Regions from separate parts of the Mus musculus genome. Here all the other regions are linked to region 1. A link is a contact called in public promoter capture Hi-C data. All regions are on one chromosome and are shown on one strand. The core of a region is the stretch at or near the end of the contact, and the rest is flanking DNA. Distances in the headings are between cores, read along the strand shown. Region 1 holds the start of Lamc2 (laminin, gamma 2). Region 2 has its middle 9.1 kb from the start of Ncf2. Region 3 holds the start of Rgs8 (regulator of G-protein signaling 8).

Region 1 (4,553 bases), core at 954-3,453:
GACCCCTGGAGTCCTTTTAGATCCAGTGATGCACTGGAGAAGCCTTCTGAATAAAAGGCATGAGGCCCGAGCAGAGGACTCAAGCCCAAGGTGAGGGATTGTTTACATGGGTGAAGAATGAGATATGGAGTCCAACAGGAGAGTGCCTACTGATGGTGTAGGATCCTGCACTGTCCACAGAAATGAGGCACTGATTGATCTGGACCCAAGATGCCTGCTGCCTTCTGACTCCCTCTGCCCAAGTGACTAGTGGGTTTTTTCAGATCTAACATCTTGGGGAAATCACAAGCATTTGTGCAGAGTCCTATGTGACTTGGTTTCCTGGATGAATGCCAAGAGTCCACAGTCTTGCCCTGCTGTGATGGATGTTGGCCATACCTTGATGGCTGTTGATGACTAACCTTAGATTGCACTCAGCTCGTTCAGTATTGTGAGCTTATCTTTCTCTACGGCACTTTTTAATCTGACTATCAAAGTGCTATGAAGTGCGAAGCCAGATTGCCTGGCTTTGCATCTTGGCTTTGCCATTCTTAGCATGCTGCCTAACCTTTCCTGGCCTGTGGCATAGGGACATTGGTACTATACCTCATTTACAGGGTTCTATTGAATGTTAAAAGGACTACTATGTATGCCAGACTTATTTATGCCAGCAATAAATGACAGATAGGTCTCTTTGTTACTATTATTATCACTAAAGAGGGTAGCAGATGAAAATGAAAGCATTTGAGATATGATAGACAATGAAAATCTGTGCTAAAAAACAAATTTTGCCTTTAAGGTTTGATTTTGCAGGGCCCTATGCCCTGCTCCTCCAACACTGTGTACCTGGACTTTTCTAAAACAAGAAGTATCAATATTTTCAGTTAGTGGATGGTAGATATGCAAGGATCATAGCACTCAGAAACAAGTGTGCTCCCTCTCTCTCTCTCTCTCCCTCTCCCTCTCCCTCTCCCTCTCCCTCTCCCTCTCCCTCTCCCTCTCCCTCTCCCTCTCCCTCTCCCTCTCCCTCTCCCTCTCCCTCTCCCTCTCCCCCTCTCTCTCTGTCCACCGCATAGCTGCTACTGGAAGAAAAAAATTATAGATGCCTGCTCTCAAGGAACTGAAGTGTTAGCAGTAGCTGGGCACTGATTCTGAGTGAGAAGAATCTCCACATTATTTGGACAGAGCAGAAGAGAGTTGAGTCTAGGTTAAGAAAATTAGAATATCCATTCTGTTGCTCATTTTGCGCTAGATTTTAGAGATGTCGGCTTGTCTGCAGTACCCTATCTTGCCTCTGTTGCTCTTCAATGCTTTGTCTACTTCCTGGTTAGAACTAGGTATCTAGTTCAGACTCCATGTTCTGTACAAAGCCAGCCACATCTCTCCTGGTCAGCCTACACTGGTCACTATCACACTTAGAAATGGGAGTTCTCACACCCTTTGACAATATGTATGGATTACGTTGTTAGTTATCTTAGAGTGTTAAGCTACGGAACTATCTATGGTACAGTCATTCATTTAGTCAGTGACTAGGTATTTATTTAGGGCCTCTGCTGTCCTTACCATGAGGAAAAGAAGTGGTTATTGGTTGTAATGGATACGTTGTGTCTACATAAATACTAGTAAATCCTAAGTCTATAGCAGGATTTAAGAGCCTTCTCTGACAGTCACTTCTGCATTATTCACTGTAGGAGAAGTTCCCAGGACAGTGTGGGATAAGCCAAGATTTGCATCCCCTCCCCCACTTGGTGTTACTCACTTCAGCTAACACCGGGCTTGGCTGGCACTATCCCTCTTAACGTTATTTTCTAGCGGGGCCAGAGAGAATGTCGTGAAAAATATGCTCTGAGATGTTAAAAGACTAAGAAACCTTTTCTCTTATGAGCAGAAGGCTTGTTGAATATCAACTGTGAACTAGTTCGTAACAGTTTAATGAGTTTGCTTAATGAGTTTGCTAGTTCAAGGTTAAGGGGGTAGATAGACCCAGGAGAGCAACCTTTGGGTCACCCTGGTGTGTGTGTGTGTGTGTGTGTGTGTGTGTGTGTGTGTGTGTGTGCTTAGAAGTGAGTAAAATCAGAGGTATGTATACGTGCTGTATCTCAGAATAAAAGTTACCCTGAGAGTGAAGAGGATCGATCCTGTTGGGCCCCTCAGCCTGGTTAATTTGCCTGTGTTTTAGACTAGAGTGGAAGGGGCGTCCAACTGTGACTGGAATGGATGTCTGTGCCCTTGAGACTCCCTCGCCCCCTCCGGTTTTGAGGAAGGGGTGGCTGATATCTACAACCTGAGTTCTGCCCAGGACCACCCCGGGAGAGAACGGCTGTGTGTAGCGGGGTGCGGGTGGAGGGAGGGGATATGGCACATTCCAGAAGGATCTCTGGACCGCAGCCTCAGTACCACGCCCTCGGCGGGGCCAGGTGTGCTCCCCGGTTGCGGAGGGGGGAGCCCGGGGCCGCAGCGAGCGGGTTTACTGCTCGGCATGCGCTGAGTGTTTGTCTGCCTCGGAGGGTTGGGTCCTCCTTGTTCACAGGTGAGTCACGCCCCGAAACACCGGCTCTCTTCCTGTCAGGACTGAGTCAGGGAGAAGAGTCGATAAAACACCTGATCGAGGGAAAAGGAAGGCACAGCAGAGCGAAGACTCGGCGCCCGGCAGGCACCCGCAGCGGCGGAGCGCGGCCCGGCCATGCCTGCGCTCTGGCTCAGCTGCTGCCTTGGTGTCGCGCTCCTGCTGCCCGCAGCCCAGGCCACCTCCAGGAGGGAAGGTGAGTGCTCCCACCGCGCCTCCAACTTGCCCTTCCCTGCACACGGTGTTGGTGGCTGAATTCACCTCGAGGATCCACACTCGGTCAGGTCAAGGATCTGCAAAGAGCCTATCTCCTCCCTACCTGGGGCTCCTGTACAGTCGCGCTCTAAAGTGACAGTTTTCCCATAAAGCCAAGGGAGTTAAAAACACGAAGCTAATGGGTTGTGCCAGCTGAAGGTTTCCTTGCCCTAAAGCCATTCCTCTTTCAATTCCCTCCCTTTCTTTTCTTTGGCAACAGGGGACCCCTCCACACCCGTTCAATCAGTAACATGCTAGTCTTTAAACTGTCCGGTCCCTGTAATTTACCAGTGGGAGTTAGGTGGGACTTTTTCCATGCCCGGCAGCACCACACAGACTAAAAACAGAACTTCCATAATCCCCTTGTTATCCATGTTGTATTTTTGAGATAGAGCGTGAACTTTAAGCGTTTTAGTAATACCCGAAACTGCAAGTGTTACTTCTAAGAACAGTTTCGCCTCCCAGGTATTTATTGGACTCAAACTTCAAGTAACATTTACTCCTACCGAGAGCACCCGGTGGCTGTCATGTCCTGAGGAGTTAAGGTCATATAAACAAAATCTGCGAGAACTTAGCGACTGTTTTTCGTGTGTATGTGTCCTGTCAACTATGATGACACCTAGTGCGGGGGTTTCTCTGTCTCTTAGCTGAAGCGCTTTCCTCTGATCACCCAACTTTTCACATTCATAGTTACTGTTGCTTCCTGCTCTCCATGGTGTTCCAGTCACCACTGCCAGGGATCGGAAGCCATGATGCTCGATCATGTATAATTGTCACCAAAAAGGAGTAACTGGCATGATAGCCATGTTCATTTTCTTGACAATAGTAACCATTTCACTAGTCCTGTCAAAACCTGTTGTGTAGCTCAGATATGTAAGATGAACTTTAAAACAAAAAAATGTATGAAAGTGGTCATGTCGAGAGGGCTCCCCCTGAGTCAGGATAAACTGGTTGAAACCTAGTAGAAAACATTCTGAGAGTGAAAACAGTCTCTGAATATTAGAATTAAAAGTAACTTCCAGTGGATCAGCAATTAAGAATCCTTTGATTGAAAAGATGAGCAGTTGGCAGTGTTTTTGCACAAGGCCACCCAGGCAGCTATTGGCAGTGGCAGAACCTTTGATCCAGGTGTTCTTAGCTTTTTTGACCTCATTATAAAAGTAATATGTATATATATATATATATATATATATATATATATATGTGTGTGTGTGTGTGTGTGTGTGTGTGTGTGTGTGTGTGTGTGTATGTATATGTATATTTTTTTTCAGTACAGCAATTTTCCTCTTGGCTATAATTAAATACATACATGTGTGTTGGTATTACATAACAAAACCAAATCTATAGGATGCCATCAATTGTTTCATAAAGTCAGGTTCAACAGCAGACTTTGTACCCAAGCAGTCCATCCAAACACAAAGTCAGAAGTTCTGTGTTGGCTCATTTTCGCACTTTCCCCTTCCTTAGGGACAGATTGCTTGAGATACCAGGTTCTCTCCTCAAACAGCTTTATTTGGGAGCCAAGTGAGACTATGTCATTATGGTAGATCATTTATATTTTTCCATTTTTGTCACACTGGGATATACAAGGAGCTGGGCAAAAGGTATGATACCTGTCCTAATCCAAAGTGACCTGTATCCAGGCATCCTGTGGGCTGCACCTGTGGGCTGCACCTGTGGGCTGCACCTGTGGGCTGCACCTGTGGGCTGCACCTGTGGGCTGCACCTGTGGGCTGCACCTGTGGGCTGCGAA
Region 2 (4,277 bases), core at 975-3,474, 400 kb after region 1:
TCCTCCTATTCATGGGTCTTAATCTCACTGTCTGCTAAACAGTTATAAGAATTTCTAACCTGCAGCTTCCTTGCCAGATGGTAATAATGCCCTTATGATGGAAAAGTCGAACAAGCGAACAAGTGATCTTTTGTCCCCGGAGCCCTGATGCTCTGTCCTGACATTCCCTTCCTCCTACCCCATGCTGGTTTGAGCTAAGAGCTCACAGTGTGCTGGTCACCACCCCCTCAGCTGGCCCCAGGAACTCTCAATTGCACCTCTGTCCAAGCTGCCAGTCCCGTTCTCTGAGGCACACTGGATCACAACAGTTGGCTGTGTAACCGTTTCCTCTTGGGGGTTCTTAGAAAACAACACTTAGCAGAACAGTTATGCGGCAGTCCGATGAAAGCCGTGGATGGCGATACTCTGTTTAGGATCCTTACACGATGCCCTTTTTAAAAACACAAATCTCTGGAGTTGGTACTTTGGGATCAATTTTTCCTGCATCCCCCCTTGCTTTGGATTGTATGCTTGGAGGGAAAGCGTCTCCTTCTTCCAGCATGGCTGTCTTGATCTCCATTTACACCCCATACACACTCACTGGGACATAAAATCCTGGGAGGAAGATGAAGGGAATGAAATACATATATTTTTTAAAGATTTATCTATTTATTTTATGTATGTGAGTACACTGTAGCTGTACAGATGGTTGTGACCCTTCATTTGGCTGTTGGGAATTGAATTTTAGGACCTCTGCTCGCTCCGATCAATTCCGCTCGCTCAGACCCTGTCTGCTCCAGCCAAAGATTTATTTATTATTATAAATAGGTACACTGTAGCTGTCTTCAGACACACCAGAAGAGGGCGTCAGATCCCATTACAGATGGTTGCGAGCCACCATGTGGTTGCTGGGATTTGAGCAGTCAGTGTTCTTAACCGCTGAGCCATCTCGCCAGCCTGAAATACATATTTAAGTTTTTAATATTTATTTGGCGTGGAGGCAAAGGAGGCACACGGAGAAGTCAGGGGATGGTTTATGGGAGCAAGGGGGTTCTGGGAATTAAACTCAGGTCATCAGATTTGGTAGCTCCTCTATCTGCTGAGCTATCCTACCAGCCTGGAATGAAGTGTTTCAAGTCTTGTCACTAGCAGGGCAAGGATTCATATTAAAAAGCCACTGTAGGAAGATGGAGAATTAGCTCAGCTATTAAGAACATTTGCATTTGCAGAGGACCTGGGTTCAGTTCCCAGCGCCCACACAGTGATTCACAAACATCCATATCTTCAGGTCCCGGAGATCCAACACTCTCTGACCTCATCAGGCTATACACGTGGTGCACATATACACATGCAGCTAAATTACTCAAACACATAAAATGTTGTAAATACACATCAACAGCTTCTTGAAAAGGAAGCTGTTGTAGTGTCTCGGGTAGGGATAACGATGCTGGAATAGTGCGAGAAGAGAAGCTGAGTGTGGCTACCCGGCAACAGGGGGAGGAGGATGTGGACCCCCAACTGCCCTAGCAAGTGCAGCGCTAGTCCATGTAAACTTGCACTTTTACATTGCTACTAAAGTCATGCTTCTGGCTCTCCCAGAGCACAGAGCTGAGGCTAGCTGCCATGGCCATTGTTGTGGTTGTTGCTGTTGGTATTTCGTCTCTGAGAAAATGTCCCTGGGGCCTGAGAAGAATGAGGGCAACACAGGACCATAACTCTTCAGAGAGGGAGGAGAGGAGATCAAAGGCTTGGGTGAGGTCACTGGCGGAGCTGGGCAGTGAATGGGGGATGAGAGGGAGGCAGTGAGAGGTTGGAATGTGCTGAGGTGGTAGTGGGAGCTAAGGAGACAAAAGAGGGACTGCTTTCCCCAGTAATCTTTGAGATGCAAGGGAGTGTTCCCCACATTTTGGAGAGTTTGACGCTCCAACAGGTGGGGCTGGCACATCACCCCTGATCCCGTTTCTCCCTTACTGTGGGCCTCAGGCAGGTTCAAGAGTCTGAAATGTTCCTCTCCATGTTATCTGCTCCTTCCTCCTACAGAGAACGGAAGCAGCTACTTGAGGCGAGCCACAGCTCAGATCATGGAAATCAGTATGCAAGCCCAGGAGAACTGCAGGGTGAGTGTCATGATAAGAGACTCCCGGGAATTCTTTCCAGGGGTGGTGTGGTATGCACTTCAGACCCAGGGTCCAATGTTTAGATGTGGAACATGCCTCAGAGGCAGTGAAGACAGATGTGAAGAGAGCAGTGACCAATTTAGCCGTCTAAGGGCTCCCCAGTAGGTGTGCAGATGAGGGAGGGGCCAGCTAGGGATGTAATAGGGCAGAGGTTTAGAATTCCTTCGGGGCAGCAGGAAGCTGGTGCGAACTCTCCCAATACCAGTTCCTCTCCGAAGGCTTAATGTACTTTGTGGGCATCAGTTCATTGTTTCTAACAACAACAACAACAACAACAACAACAACAACAACAACAACAACGCTGATAACCAAAGAGCTTTCCCCAACGAGCCTTGGAGTCTGTAACTTGTTCAAGGTTTGTGACCTTAAATATGGCTGGGACCTGTCAGCTTGCAAAGCTGGCGCTCTGTGAAAGCGAGCGAGACGGAGAAGACCACTCCCAAAGCACTGCACCCAGTCACGCTATGCTGTTTTCCTTAATAGGTCAGTTTGTCAAAGGCAATTCAGCTGTAAACCCGTTTTATTTCCCCTAATAAAAAACAAACACTGCCACCTGGAGGGATGGCTTAGCGATTAACACCACTTGATGGTCTTGCAGAGGACCTGCCTGGTTTCCAGCACCATTATAGTAGCGCAGACTATGTCTGTAGCTCCAGTTCCAGGGGATCTAATGCCCTCTTCTGGTTTCCTTGGACACTGCATGTACGGAATATGTATAGCTACACAATGACGGGCAAAACGAAACGTTCATGCACATACAATTGGAGGAAAAAAAAAACAGAACAAAACAATAAGCACTGAGCTAGCAAGATCACTTAGTGTTTAAAGTGTTTTCCACACAAGGAAGAGGACATGAGTTCAAGTCCTCAGAAGCCATGTAAAGCCGGGAGTGATGGCGCACGCCTTTAATCCCAGCACTCCGGAGGCAGAGGCAGGTGGATTTCTGAGTTCGAGGCCAGCCTGGTCTACAAAGTGAGTTCCAGGACATCCAGGGATACACAGAGAAACCCTGTCTCGAAAAACAAAACAAAACAAAAAAACAAAAAAGAAAAAGAAAAAAGAAAGAAAGAAGCCATGTAAACAGCTGGATGTGGTGGCAGGACTTGTCTGTAATCCCAGGAGAATCCCTGGAAGTTTGCAGGCCAGCTAGCCTGGCAGGCAAAGCCACAAGCAAGAGACTCTGCCTCAAACAAGGTGGAAAGTTAGGATCGACATTCTAGGTTATCCTCTGATTTCCAGACCCCTTCTCTCTCTGTCTCTGTGTCTCTGTCTCTCCCTGCCCTCCCCCCCATTAAAACAACACCACAAAGCAACCAACATCCAAGCTACCAACCAACACACAACAACAACACACCAACATGAAGCTCTCTCATGAATGATGATACTGTAGCTAGGGAAGGGGATGATGTGGCTTATAGAGATGTCAGTAAACTCTGACCCTGCCCTAAATGACTGAAGTTCTTCCACTGATGCTGTATAAGAGCTGCTGTTTCCTCTGTACATCTGGGAGTCAGCATGACCTCTGCAGCTGGAGTAGAGAAGGTTGGGAGCTCCTGAGGTCAGGAACTCGACTGGGGTGGGTGCCAGATGGGTATGGGGTGGGTATGGGGTGGGTATGAGGGGGAGAGTAGGATATGGGGGGTGATAACACATACCTGATCCCCAAGATACCTCCTGCTTGATTCACAGCCTTCTGACAGTTTAGTTTAGATAAACTAGAAATGTTTCTTAAGGGGCTGGAGAGATGGCTCAGAGGGTAAGAGCACTGACTGCTCTTCCAGAGGTCCTGAGTTCAAATCCAAGCAACCACATGGTGGCTTACAACCATCTGTAATGAGATCTGATGCCCTCTTCTGGTGTGTCTGAAGACAGCTGCAGTGTACTTACATAAAATAATAAATAAATCTTTAAAAAAAAAAAAAGAAAAAAAAAGAAATGTTTCTTAAGCCCATCATCTCAAGCAGGGTTCTACAAATGTAAATTAATGGAAAAATAAGCAAAAGTAGCCAGATTGGGTAAAAAAAAAATGCCTGGAATCATTTGGATTCTTTGTTTCCTGATTAAGCTGTGGTAGTTCAGCCTCCACAGGATCTGGCTCCCTTGGTCTTACACTGTTTCTTG
Region 3 (4,006 bases), core at 1,226-3,725, 470 kb before region 1:
TCATCCCAGGAGGCTATTTTGTCTCATCCCTTTTAGCTGACTCTCACCAAAACTTTCAGAAATAACTGGACATTTGCAATTGTTCCCATTTTCCAGATGACCGAAGTGAAGCTGCCCAGTGACTCTGGGTAAAGGGCCCCAGGAAATTAGCTAATGACACTAGGAAGCCAGCAATCCAGCGTCACCAGAACCTTTTCTACCCTGCCAGCACATTCTTTGCACCTCTACCTGTTGCGTCCTCATTGAGATCACGGTTTTAGGAAGAAGGGATTTCATAAAACATGTTCTGCTTAGCCAGCCAGCCACACTCTCGGGGGTCTGTGACGAGTGCCTGGCATTCATAACACAGCTATTGTGGCTAAGGACCCATCCCAGGGGTCACTGAGCCGTGAGAGAAAGACTCTGCCACCATTAGCAGGTGGTTTACTGAACCGAATCTGCGTATATTTTCAAACTCCTTTTGTGTTGCTGGTCATGGCGATGGATAATATCGTCAACTTGACAAGATCTAAAATCACCTAAGAGATAAACCTCTGGGCATGTCTGCATCCTGTTAATTGAGGCAGAAAACCACACTCTGTGGGTGGCAACATTGTATGGGCTGGTATCCCAGACAGAATAAAAAGGAGCTATGGAGTTGACCACCCACATCCATCTCTCTCTGCTGTCTACTGCAGAAACAATGTGACCAGAGGCTTCATATTCCTGCAGTCATGGCTTCCTCACCATGATGGGCTGCACCCTCATACTGTGAGCCAGTATACGCCCTCCTTCAAGTTGCCTTTGTCAGGTATTTTATCACAGCAACAGGAAAGTAGTTAATGCGGGCACTTCATTAAATAATAATAATAATAGGAATAAGATAAAGCTGAAAGGGTCTGATAGCCAGGAGCACTGGCGTTGGCCTGGCAGTACTGAGATATAGGCCATTGAAAGCATATTCCCCAGTCACCTGACTCCCACCTAGCCCCAACCCTGACACAAGGTAGCCTACTCCGAGAGTAAGCGGAGAGACACAGCTAGCGAAGACTAGACTACATGGATGGGCATGGGCTGTGGTGATTTCCAAAAGGATAATAATAGCTGCCTTGGGCACAATCCCACGTCGCCTGTTTTCAGAGGTTTAGCTTTTCCGAATCGCTGATCCAACTTTGGAAATAGAGGTTATGCTCCCCCGCCCCTGTATCCTCTGAGAAAACCCTAAAGGTTTCCAAATCTGTAAGAACAAGTGGCCCCCAACTTAAGTCAAGTTGCAGGCTAGGTTAAGCTTCATGGCATTTCTGCAGCTGGAAGCCTCCCTCACAAAGTCAGACAGAACACACCAGAACCTGAAAGCCCACTCTTCAGTATATGGCCAGACAATAGGTGGATGTTAAGTCGTTCTAACACAGCAAGAAAAACCAACAACCTCCTTCCCCCAACATGACACCCCCCATTTCTGTCTCCCCCCCCCCCAGCAAAAAAAAATCAGCAGCTACCATGCCAGGGAGCCATCACCTCCTGTTGCTGGTATGTGTGCCCCTAACTTGCCACTTAGGAACTGGCACCCCCACCCCTGGATTCATTTTAATCTCCCTCCAGTTCACTGTCATTGTGAGTCCTTTTGCATCGGAATGTGTCACTAAGTGTTAGTCACCAGCAGAGCTGACCTGCTTGGCTGACTAGAAACAAGACAGATGCTATGTGCAGCCAGGCTGCTGTGCAAGCGACCCCTGTTCCAAACAACAGCTGAGCTGAATGGAAATAAATATAAGAAACCCGTGGCACCGTGCAGACATCAACTGACAATATTTTCAGGGACACCCCCTCCCCGCCAAGAAATCTGAGGCCAGAAACAGGATCCTTGTTTGACAGAAAGCAGACTTTGGGGGTCCTGAGGAGTTGAGGCTGAGGCAGATAGGAAAAAAAAAAGGAAAGGAAAGAAAGAACCCTCCACTAACTAGAAAGAAATGCTATTCCTGCATCCTTACTAGGATCAGGGTAACAGGGCTTGCCCTCCCTGCTCCGAGCAGCTCTGAGAGAAAATAAGTGGAGATTATGAGAGGAGGACGTGCCTTTCTGCTCTCTGTTGTCTGTCCTGCTTCTCCCAGTAAGCCTCAGCGGGCCGGCCCAGGGATCCATCCAGACCCTGCAAGAAACAGGCATTCTCATCTTACCTGCCTGGCGGTGGGCAGCGCAGCTGGAAAGATGTGGCTGGTGCCGGCAACAGCAGTGCATGGCTCGGTGAAACCCTGAGTGACAGAGTCGGCCCTCTCCTGGTACATGGGTGAGGGTAGTGGAGCGTGGCCGCCTCACCTCGGGCCCCTAGAAGAGCTCCTGCACCATGCTGCTCTGGAGGGCTCTGCTCTGCGCCGGACTTTGCATCTCATGAAAAGGGAAAGAGCTAGCGAGCGCAGGGGAGGGAGCGGGGAGGCAGAGGGAGGGGAGAGGGGCACTCTGACAGATGATGCGCAGCCACGCAGTTGGGGGAGGACCGCAGGCTCCAACGGGATGGCAATGTCTGTGTGGCTCTCTGCTGACGGCTTGAATCCAAGCGCTACCTCCGGAGCGGCTGGTGGCTCTGCGAAGTTCAGCCAAGAACAGAGAGCATAAGGGTGTGACTGCGGTCATCAACCTGGGTGAGATCTGCTTTCCACTGACCACACCAAGGCAGGAGCGTTGGCTTGGTGACATAGGGAAGGGAGAAACACGGTCCCACATTCCTGGTCCAGCTTCAAGGTTGTCCCTCCCCATTCAGTAAAAAGCCATTTAGATTTAGGATTGAGAATGGCCAGGCAATTTGTGTCAAGCACAGCTCCAACTTTCTCAAAGATGAGGAAAATAATAGACATGGATGGGAACTAGACAGCAAATGGTCAGTGTCCTTTGTCACCCTGTGCAGAGGCAAGCCAGACTGCTCCCTCGGCCACATGCACAATGGGTTACCAGGGGTCTGTGTTGTCAAGAACAGGATCAAAAAAAGATGTTCAGAAGAGTAGAGCGAACATGCCATTTGATGCTTCTGTCTGTACAGTTCCACTGAGGTAGGAACACAGCCTTCTGGCTAGCTAAGCATCAGACATGGGGGCCCTTCGCAGGATTCTAGAGTGTGTCCATTCATTCGATGGGTTCATGGCACCAGCCACGGGCTGACAGTCACTGGTTCTGTTTACAACCATGGCCAGACAGAGAAGGTGACCAGGAGCACACAAACAGTGGAAGAGAGAAGAGACCAAAGGAAGCTGTGACTGGGGTACGCACCATCAAGCACAGCTAATGAAGGATAGAGAGACCCCAAACAACGGCCTTCTTGGGAGGGAGATGATGGTCTGCAGAGGATAAACATGTGACTGATTCCGATGTCCAGGGAACCATCCTTCCCTCCTCAGTCAAGCCTCTCTCCAAAGGATGTGACTAGCACTGACTGTAGACACCAAGCCCCATGACCTGTCAGACTCCCGTCTCCGATAGATGCTCATATCATCCCTCTGCTGCTACCTAAAATGTTGCTCCATTTCAGCACAGTCAGGTCAATATATCATGCCACGGTTATGAGTCTACTATGTGCTATGGGTGATGTTGAGGGAATAGATATCCTTGCTGTGCCAGATGACTGGAGGAAGGGACAGAGATTCAGGCGGCCGGTTCACACATAAATGAGCAAGGTGTTCAAATCACTGATGGAGGGAGAAGAGGAAGAGGAATTCCAACTGGGAGGTCAAGGAGAGAGAGGGTACTTTCCTTCTTGCTGTATACTGATGGCTGCTTCTCCTGTTTTTGAGGGGCTAAAAGGTCCATGACACCTCACTTGAACCCCCCCCCGATCATGTGACACTCCCTCTGTTCTCTGTACATGCCCTCTAAAATCTTCTTGGATTGAAAGTAAAGACCAACCCTTTTAGAGAGACAGATGTCTCTCCTCTCTCTATTGGTCCAGCAGGGTCCAGCCAGTGCTGGTCCTTTTCTCAAGTGAAAGGAATTAACCCCCATCCCGGACATTCCTGAAACACTTTTATTACTTACGTGA

What was found. Promoter capture Hi-C pulls out the DNA fragments that hold promoters and counts their contacts.
Region 2: a promoter capture Hi-C map of embryonic stem cells shows a contact between it and region 1, with 3 times the contacts expected there. The contact joins the enhancer-like site here to the promoter of Lamc2 in region 1. A contact is called at or near these places in 2 of 39 promoter capture datasets (cranial neural crest and embryonic stem cells), 2 of 484 Hi-C or Micro-C datasets (embryonic stem cells and nephron progenitors), 10 of 115 datasets of contacts at active chromatin or transcription factors (embryonic stem cells, extraembryonic endoderm stem cells, pancreatic cancer cells and 1 more) and 1 of 9 other capture datasets (embryonic stem cells).
Region 3: a promoter capture Hi-C map of hippocampal neurons shows a contact between it and region 1, with 4 times the contacts expected there. The contact joins the promoter of Rgs8 here to the promoter of Lamc2 in region 1.

The regions. Positions count from the first base shown.
Region 1 is chr1:153,184,097-153,188,649 of GRCm38.p6, reverse strand. It overlaps Lamc2 (laminin, gamma 2), which reads left to right and starts at 2,203. Exons shown (of 24, transcript NM_008485.3): 1 at 2,203-2,396; 2 at 2,549-2,741. The coding sequence starts at 2,663.
Region 2 is chr1:152,788,903-152,793,179 of GRCm38.p6, reverse strand. No RefSeq gene overlaps it. Among named protein-coding and RNA genes, the nearest start is that of Ncf2, 9.1 kb to the left of the region's middle. Within about 2 kb of position 2,224, at least 54 of the 459 cell types and tissues checked have an H3K27ac peak or open chromatin away from gene starts, as enhancers often do. A contact at or near this core is called in embryonic stem cells, extraembryonic endoderm stem cells, nephron progenitors and 1 more, where this site is marked.
Region 3 is chr1:153,651,506-153,655,511 of GRCm38.p6, reverse strand. Rgs8 (regulator of G-protein signaling 8) reads right to left here and starts at 2,475. Exons shown (of 7, transcript NM_026380.3): 1 at 2,157-2,475.